Linked DNA regions of Drosophila melanogaster: all the other regions are linked to region 1. The links are chromatin contacts, called in public Hi-C maps. All regions are on one chromosome and are shown on one strand. The core of a region is the stretch at or near the end of the contact, and the rest is flanking DNA. Distances in the headings are between cores, read along the strand shown. Region 1 holds the start of Ent1 (Equilibrative nucleoside transporter 1). Region 2 holds the start of Plc21C (Phospholipase C at 21C). Region 3 holds the start of CG4213.

Evidence for each region. Hi-C and Micro-C count contacts between places; a contact is called where the count stands out from the background.
Region 2: a contact with region 1 is called in a Hi-C map of the Kc167 cell line, with 3 times the contacts expected there. A contact is called at or near these places in 39 of 107 Hi-C or Micro-C datasets (the Kc167 cell line, the S2 cell line, the Sg4 cell line and 13 more) and 1 of 7 datasets of targeted methods (the Kc167 cell line).
Region 3: a contact with region 1 is called in a Hi-C map of the Kc167 cell line, with 2.5 times the contacts expected there. A contact is called at or near these places in 45 of 107 Hi-C or Micro-C datasets (the D17-c3 cell line, the Kc167 cell line, the ML-DmBG3-c2 cell line and 21 more) and 2 of 7 datasets of targeted methods (both in the Kc167 cell line).

Annotation. Positions count from the first base shown.
Region 1 is chr2L:356,492-359,233 of dm6, reverse strand. Ent1 (Equilibrative nucleoside transporter 1) reads left to right here and starts at 1,360. Exons shown (of 4, transcript NM_164381.2): 1 at 1,360-1,811; 2 at 2,043-2,343; 3 at 2,397-2,742. The coding sequence starts at 1,548. It also overlaps asRNA:CR45367 and asRNA:CR45366.
Region 2 is chr2L:304,507-307,248 of dm6, reverse strand. Plc21C (Phospholipase C at 21C) reads right to left here and starts at 1,314. Exons shown (of 18, transcript NM_205884.3): 1 at 860-1,314. It overlaps Pi3K21B (Pi3K21B,), which reads right to left. Exons shown (of 3, transcript NM_001272888.1): 3 at 2,016-2,742.
Region 3 is chr2L:400,815-403,556 of dm6, reverse strand. It overlaps CG4213, which reads left to right and starts at 1,359. Exons shown (of 5, transcript NM_134676.2): 1 at 1,359-2,550; 2 at 2,615-2,742. The coding sequence starts at 1,894.

The DNA.
Region 1 (2,742 bases), core at 111-2,610:
TAGAGCATGCAGAGAGGGCGAATGGAATCCATATCCGCAGCCCAATCTTCATCATCTTCGTCTGCGAGTTGAAGTTGTTGGATTTTTAATTAAGCGTGGCCTGCACCCGAGGCTTTTCGTCGAGTAGCTCTTCGGGACACGGGAAGTACGGCGATCTCGGCGGAACAGGTCTTGTTAGTAATTTTTAATTTGAGCTCTTCTGACAGCCAGCTGTCATATAAATTTAATTGAATTTACATTTTTATTAATTGCCAAGTCTGCTAGTGAGCCCAGTCTCGATCTCGTAGTGCTACCCGTTGGCATGAATGGGAGATGAGTTGCTTAAGCCGACTGGCTACTCATCAGACCATCAGCCCATCCACATCAACATCCCCATCCACTTCCACTCTCTGAATGAATTTAATTTGAGATGATTTGTTGATGGTTTCGTTGTGGTGATTTCTTGCTGACTAATTTAATGTGATTTTTAAATTGCCAGACCGAGGCAGAGTGTGTGGCCTGCGCAGGGGAATCAGAATCTCATCGGGAGATTGATTGGGCTCATGGGAGTGGGGGCAGCGTTTTTACGGAATTAATGAGATGACACGCCTCTCGCTGGGATGCGAAACCCCCTCGTGATCATTATGAACTAATCTAATTTGCAAGCCCGCGATGACAATCGAAGACGGAAGAGAAGTCCCCTCGATCCTTGCCCACCTGGGCAACAGCGCTAACGAGGACGCTTCTCCTCGAAGGCCCCCTCCAGTTTAATTCGCAAATCAAACAACCGCAGGGCAGAGATCGGAAATTCGCGCATAAGTAAATTAAAAATAAATTTATGTCCCGACCAGTGAGGGGGTCAGGAAACGCATGTCCAGAGGGAAGGAGCGTGTGTTAACCGGTTTCGGGACGAACGCGAATGCAAATCCAATTAAAATTTCGCAAGCGATCAATGGGCGAGGGGTGGAGGGCGGATCGCATCCTGCGAATGGCGCTAAGCCGTAAAACGAAGCTGTGCGCTGATTTAAAACACTGCGGGGCGTGCTTATTGATTAAATACAAATTGCGTTCATTCATCATCAGCTCTAGGGTCTGCTTGATATTGGTGTTTTTATTGTTGCTGCTCTGGCTGGCAATTAAATTACGATTTGAGGTGGATGCTACGCTCGTTTTGCAAATAAAATCCAATTTCACAGTCCTCTAAAATATAGGACTAAGATGCAAAACTAAGATGCAGTTTGAATCCCATCACATTTCGCGCCAAGGGCTGCCAACCTGGGTGAACGGTTTTGTGGTGTTAGTGCGATATCTTAGATATTTTCATTTAATCGATTCCTCTCGATAAGCCATCGATATTTTTTGTATAATGTCTTGCTTTGTTGTTTACAAATTCGTTTTTATGTTACGCAGTTCGTCCGTGCTAAATGATACACATGAAAGTAAATTGCATCAGATTAAGTTACATCGAATACTTCTCCACAATTACAGATGTGAATAATCCGCCAGAGGTGTTGTAAATTTATGAATACCAAGGGCTGCGTACAAAACAGTAGTGCAATTCAGTGGCAATGCCAGGCACCAGTGACACACGACGACTGGTGGACGCCCTGGACGAGGATGACGAGATTCTGGGCACGGAGGGCAGCTTCGTTCCCGCTTTTCGTCCGCAGGACCACCATGCGGATGAGCAATGTCTCATGGAACGCCAGCAGGACGAGGTAGTTTTGGTGTCCAACGAACCCGAGAGTGGACGACTCTTCACCTACCTCGTGTTCTACCTGTTGGGCATTGGTACCATGACCCCGTGGAATTTCTTTGTGACTGCGGAAGATGTAAGTTTAACGAGTGGAAATTTCCGCACCCGCATCCTAGTCAATTTAACTGAACTTCGGACATATCAATTCCAAACAGCTGAACAACTGGGCCAAGCGCAATTCTAAGGCGCGGTGCTTATCAGCTTTGTCGTCGTTTCTTTACGACCCACACCCAGACGAAAACTCTCTTTTTTGATTTTCTTTGTTTTCCGCTGACTTACGCTTTAACCCTGTTCGCTTCTCTTTCAGTACTGGAAGTACAAGTTCCGGAATGCATCGATTAATAACACAGACCTGGAGGAAGAGCTCACCCCGTTGCAGAAGAGTTTTACCTGCGACTTGGCTCTCACGGCCACTATTTCTGGGACTACATTTCTGCTGCTAAACGCCATTTTCGGACACCATGTGTCCCTGCGCACCAAGATGTTAGGAACGCTGTGGATGATCCTCATCCTTTTCGGGGTTACAACTGGCTTCGTGGAGATCAACACAGACACGTGGCAGGAACAGTTTTTCCTAATCACTCTCATCATTGTAGTGCTGCTAAATAGTGGGTACCATGAAGTACTCCTTGAGTGTTTACTTAATATTTATTATATATAGTATCTGCGGCTACAATGTCGGGAGCCCTCTACGGAGTCGCTGGTCTATTTCCCTCCGAGTTTATCACCGCTGTGGTTAGCGGACAGGCTCTTGGTGGTATCCTCACAGCCCTGGCCTTCATTCTTGTGCTTGCATTCGACACGGGTCCCAATACCACTGCATTCATCTTCTTCATTGTGGGAGGAGTGCTCATCCTGCTTTGCATTGTGTGCTACGTAATCCTGGCTCGAAAGCCTTTCTTTAGGTATTATCTCGAAGGTGGCGACAAGTACAAGGTCATCCGGGCAGTGCCCTCGCACAACCGGAATGGAAGCGCTGAGGGCTTGCCGCTTGAGCCTATTTTGCG
Region 2 (2,742 bases), core at 65-2,564, 52 kb after region 1:
GCGGCACACAAAAATAATTTACAACATGTTTTGCTTGTTCTGTTTTGGTTGTTGTTATTCTTGGAGGGTGAGTGGCGGACGGGGAGGAGTTTGGGGAGTGGGCCAATTGAAGTGGAAGAGGCAGCAAATATACGGCAAGATAATGAGAGCATTATGGTAGAACGACATTATGGAGCATATGGCAAGCCGGGAAAGTATTGTGGTAGGAAACAGAGTCAAATTATTCCATACAACTGCGTATGCAGTTTGAAGCCATGGATGGTAGTAAATCAACAATGTTATTCATGAGACAATTGGATGCATAGTACGTGATTCAACAATAAATAAATAAATAAAATGTAGTTTAATATGCGATAGTTAAGCAAGTGCCTTTATACTCTAAACAAGTATTTATGCCGATTCTCCGCAGAGAACGAAAGAGTTTCAAACTCTGCTCCCGGGCTTATCTCTTGATCTTTTGACCCGCCCCTCCTGCGCTCAAGGCACCTGCGTCTCTCCTAACCCCGCCTAACCCCCGAGCTACTGATAAGATGCACTGATTAGCTCAGCACAGAGGCAATGCAATGAGATCACTCCCCCCGATCGATTAGGACCACTCCGCCCTCCTCCCACTGCCGGCCACCCAGAGCTGACCCCGCCACCCCCCTGGGAGTCAATAGCTGAGATTACGGCATCTCAAAGCTTGGAGACGATCCGTTCATTCGAAGAGAGAGAAAGAGCGCGGGCACCTGCCATCGTTTTTAGTGCGTTGTTATTCAATAATTTGTTTGCGTTCTTAGCTTTTGATGCGCACGCACACTCACGCAACTTTTCTTGTTCCTTATTTGAAAGGTTAATAGAATTAAACACATTTGATTACCTGAGCGAGAGAGAACCCCAAAAGCGGAGCTTTTCCGGAGCGAGCGAGAGAGCGACACTCTGTTATGAAGTAATAATGCAGAAAAAACAACCGTATTACGACAATTCTTGTTGTTTTGCAATAAGTTTAGGTTCGGCGAATTTTTGCGGGAGCTCTTATTGATGTTCTTGATGCTTTGGTTACTATTGTTGCTGCAGCATCACTTAGCAAAGACAACAAAAAGCAAAGTCTCACGCTGCGATTGTTTTGTTTTTTTTTTCGTTACTCTCACGCTGCACATTGGCTTTGATTTATTATCTTTTCCACTTGCACGCCTAATTACAATCCAAAACGATGAAACGTCCCGGAGATGTGTCAACAATTCAAAACAAAAAAATACACCCGAAAGCCCAAAAAACGCGACGACGAGTAAAAAATGCTGCCACTGCCGCAGCGCTGCCCGAAAATCTGTTGATTAGCGTGGTCGTAGACTGCAACGACGAAAATACCAAATGGGCCTGTGACTTCAGCTGTTCTGCCCGGTCAGCTATGCTATTTTGTAAGTAATATATAAAGGGATATTTGCAGATGCATTCGAATTATGGCTATCTACGCTTTTTATGATTTATTTAATGATTAATACTTTGATAGTTACCATCGCATTACTATTTCGAAGCAAGAGTTGGCAGCACTGTTTAGCACTGTTCAAAAGCTGCCAGCTACAGTTAACATTTGAGCGCGCTTTTCAAATGAATTTTTATTCACTGCACATCAAATTAACCATGAAACTTACATAAACAACATTTATCGAACTTTCTACGATAGGGGTTACTGTTATTCATTATTGTTAGCAAAACACTGACACCGACTAAATTAAAGCAGAATAAAATGCATTTGTAGCATAGACGCTAGATACAAACCCTCATCTAGGTCACTCCACAGCGATTCCTCCAGAATTGAAAACCGGTCACTTATGAAGTGCATGTCTCCTACCGCAAATTTGGCGGACTCGTGATATCTGTTTTTTCTGCGATAGCTTTTCGCCCAGCTCAGCGGATTTAAGTCGATGAGAGTTCATTGAAAGCAGAAACCCAAAGCGAAATAATCAGGAAACCTGAGGTAAAGTTCCACTGCGACTTAAGAATCGGTCAATATTCTGGGAGCTGGGATATGTGAACTTCTGGAAGATTTGGTTTTATTTCGGTTTATTTTGTTTTTTCTTGATTGTGTTATTTACGAACATTCTTTTTAGACACAAATATATATAATGTTATCTCCGCTTCTCGTCTCTTTAAAAAACTACTACAAAAAATGGTTGTTGTTGTTGTTTCCGTTGTGGTTGCTGTTAGCGCTTAAGAATCTACAACATATAGCTTACGATCTACAACATATAGCATTCTAGAGCATACATACTTTATAGGTATGTATGGTTAAATATCTATATATATATATGTATATATATATATATGTTCATATAAAAAAATACAACAAATTTGCAATTCGTTTTACATTCAGTTTCGTCGCCGTTCATTGTTATCGTTTTTAATTCTTCTTGTTCCGGCCTGCGCCAAAAATGCAGACGAGGAGCAAAGATAGAAAAATTCACAAATATTTCCATTTAACATTTAGGTATGGCAAAAAGTCATCATCTATCAGTTAGCAAACATTATTGACATCAATCAATCATATTTGAAATACATTCAATCTTCCACTGCTACTTTTTTGTTTTTGAGTTCTTATTTGTTTTGTTTTGTATTGTTTTCGCTTTGTTTCGTTTGTTTTGTTTGAAACGCATTTTACAAACTAAATTTAAAACTTATAAATACTACAACGTACGAGATCCGCCAAAATCTCATAGAATTTAAGCAAAATGAAACACACAAATTACAAGTTAAATAAGTTAA
Region 3 (2,742 bases), core at 110-2,609, 44 kb before region 1:
ATTGGAATTGCCAAATTACTTTGTTGGGTTTTAACGTGAAAACATGAAGTGGTTGTGGGAACATCAAGAAAATATCATCAATTTGAGATGGTTCAGGGGCTAATGGAAAAGGAAAGAACCCCAATCTGAACGCAGTCACTCCGGTTTATTATTCCATTATAATGAACACAATGGATTTCTTGCAACTTATTTTGGGCAGAGCGTCCTTGATGCCTGGTTCTTGTATCCTTGCTACTTTCAACTTTCGCTGCACATTTGCCTGTGTGCAATCTCTGCAAAAGCTGAGGGCGTTCCTGGGGCCCAACTTTTGCCTGGCGCTTCAAGTTTTTAGCAGAATTTTTTCCCTTTTGAGTCGCTACAAACAACAGAGAAACCTAGAACTAAGGGGCAGAGCGAGGCGCCATGGCAAATTGCATTGTTGATTTTCATTTTCAAGCCTGGCGACACTTTGCCAAATGTGTGCGCCATCCTTCCTTCCTACCCCGGAAAACCCTTCACCGTCCTTGGTTTGGAATCGTTGCTGCGTGTTTCCCACTTTTCAAATGCGCGCACTGGGGGAAAAAAACAGGAAGTTGGCGTGGCCAGTGCAAAAATCAGCTAGCAAATGGATTTTCATTTGAAACTTTCGCGCGAAAGATTTTCATTGAGTTCGGGGGTGCGCGGGATACCCTATGCCACTATCACAAATTGGTTAATAAAGGTCCAGAGATTTATTCTCTTTAACGAAGTGATAATGGTCAACGAATGTGGGTCAGACAGGGGTGCGCTAAGAAAAGTTTGTGATCGTGTATGAATTGAAAAATGAATAGGATTGTGCTGTATTTAACCTTGAACATGTGTTCATACTCACCCAGAGTTTTTACCTAATACCAAAACTGAGAGTAATGCTAATTCTTTTGTATGCTTTTTATATGTAATTAAAGTTCCTGATGTTAGGAAACATCGTCTTCAAAACAGTGCAGATCATTCACCTAGTAAGTGTTGCGGATCTTTCTCTTTCAGCTCTTGACAACTGGTCTTGATCTTCATTTCTTGACAGGCGATGTGGCAAGAGTTTTGTTTTGTTTTACCCCTTACTCATAATTAAAATGACGCTTGTGTATAATTTTAGACGGATTCATCTGACACGTTCTTCTAATTAAAATGTGCATAAAACTAAAAAGAACAATTAAGAATGTGAAGGGAAGAGTCCTAAGAAGACTCTCAGACATCTTGCCAAACCCTCAACATAACAAGAATCTCTAATGCTCGAAAACAAAGCATTTTATGTTGGGAGTGCCGCCGAGAGAAGCCAAATTCGTTTGAAAGCAGGAGAGATCGTAGTGGGTTAAAAATAGCAGAATCTATTCAATGTTTTCTCAGTTTTTCCCGAGCTGGCTAACCGAAAAGTTGCGTTCGACCGTCGAACGGATAGAAATTAGAACCCGAAAATTTTCCAACGTCACGTATACATATAGAAGTTTATCATATGTATACTAGATATTTAGTTTAGTTACGTTTCTCCTTTTCCGTATCTTTCGAAGTTCAATGTGCAAGTGAAGAATATTTAATGGAAATCGGGACATTATTTTTTCTCGAACATCCTTGGTTGAAAAGTGAAAGTCAATAGATAATTGCGAAATCTGCAAACTCGTGTGTGATCGTCGCACACAAATATAGACACCGATTTTTGTTGGTATTTTCCCCTGCTGGTATTGGTGCCATATCAATTGGTGGCGATCTGTAGATCGGTGGATCTTGGGCTTTCTTTGTGCCGACAAAGAGTTCTTCTCTAGAAGAAAAGTCGCATTAAAGCGAATCGTAAATTTAACGCTCGCCAGGCGAATCTGCATTGGTAAACAGATCATCACAACCGCATACCACAGCTCGTTCGTCTTTGTTCTGTTGGTAAAGATGGGAAATGCCGAGTCCACACAGTCTGCGGATGATACGCAAATGCAGATGCAGCAGTCCACTGATGACGAGCCCTGGTGGAACAACATCGAGCACGAGGATCTCATTCTGGAACAGGCCCCCCGAGCCACAACCCAAAAAGAAGCTGAGGAGGTACTTCCCGAAAATAGAGTGAAATATCGTGAGAATAAAGTTGCAATTGAAATGGAGGACAAAGGAAATGAGACCCATCAACGAGAACAGACCCTCGAAGAGTTCAGAGAAGAGCTTCGTCAGAAAAAAGAGGTTCGCCAAAATGCTGTGCAGGGCCTGAGGGATGAAATTGCTAGTCTTAAAGAACAATTGGCCATAGAAAAATCTGAGAATCAACGTCTTAGAAAAGTTACGGCTACAGACGGTCAAGCCGATAATCAGCACGACCATTCGAATAGTCCCAGTAAGCCTGATGCAGATCCAGATGATGAGAATCCCAGTTCCAGGAGCCGCCATGCCAATATCGAACTGGCCAATGCTCAGTTGGCTTTGCAGCAGGCACAGGCCGAGAATTTGTCATTGCGTGGAGAAGTGGAAGTGGTTCAACGCCAGGTAGGAACCCTGAAGGAGGTCATCTCCTGCTGCAAGCAGATGCTGAGCGTGAAGGAGGAACAGTGTGCTCAGGTGAGCTAGTAATGCAGGTCGTATAGAAATCAAGATCCATATTAAATAAATGGTTTACTACTAGCTCAAGATGAAGCTGACGGAAATCGAAAACTCTTTTAGTGAGCGCGAAATGAAGATTATGTCGAACAATCTTCGCCAGGAATACGAGCGCCAACTGGTGAATATCCGCCAGTTAAGGCAACTTTATGA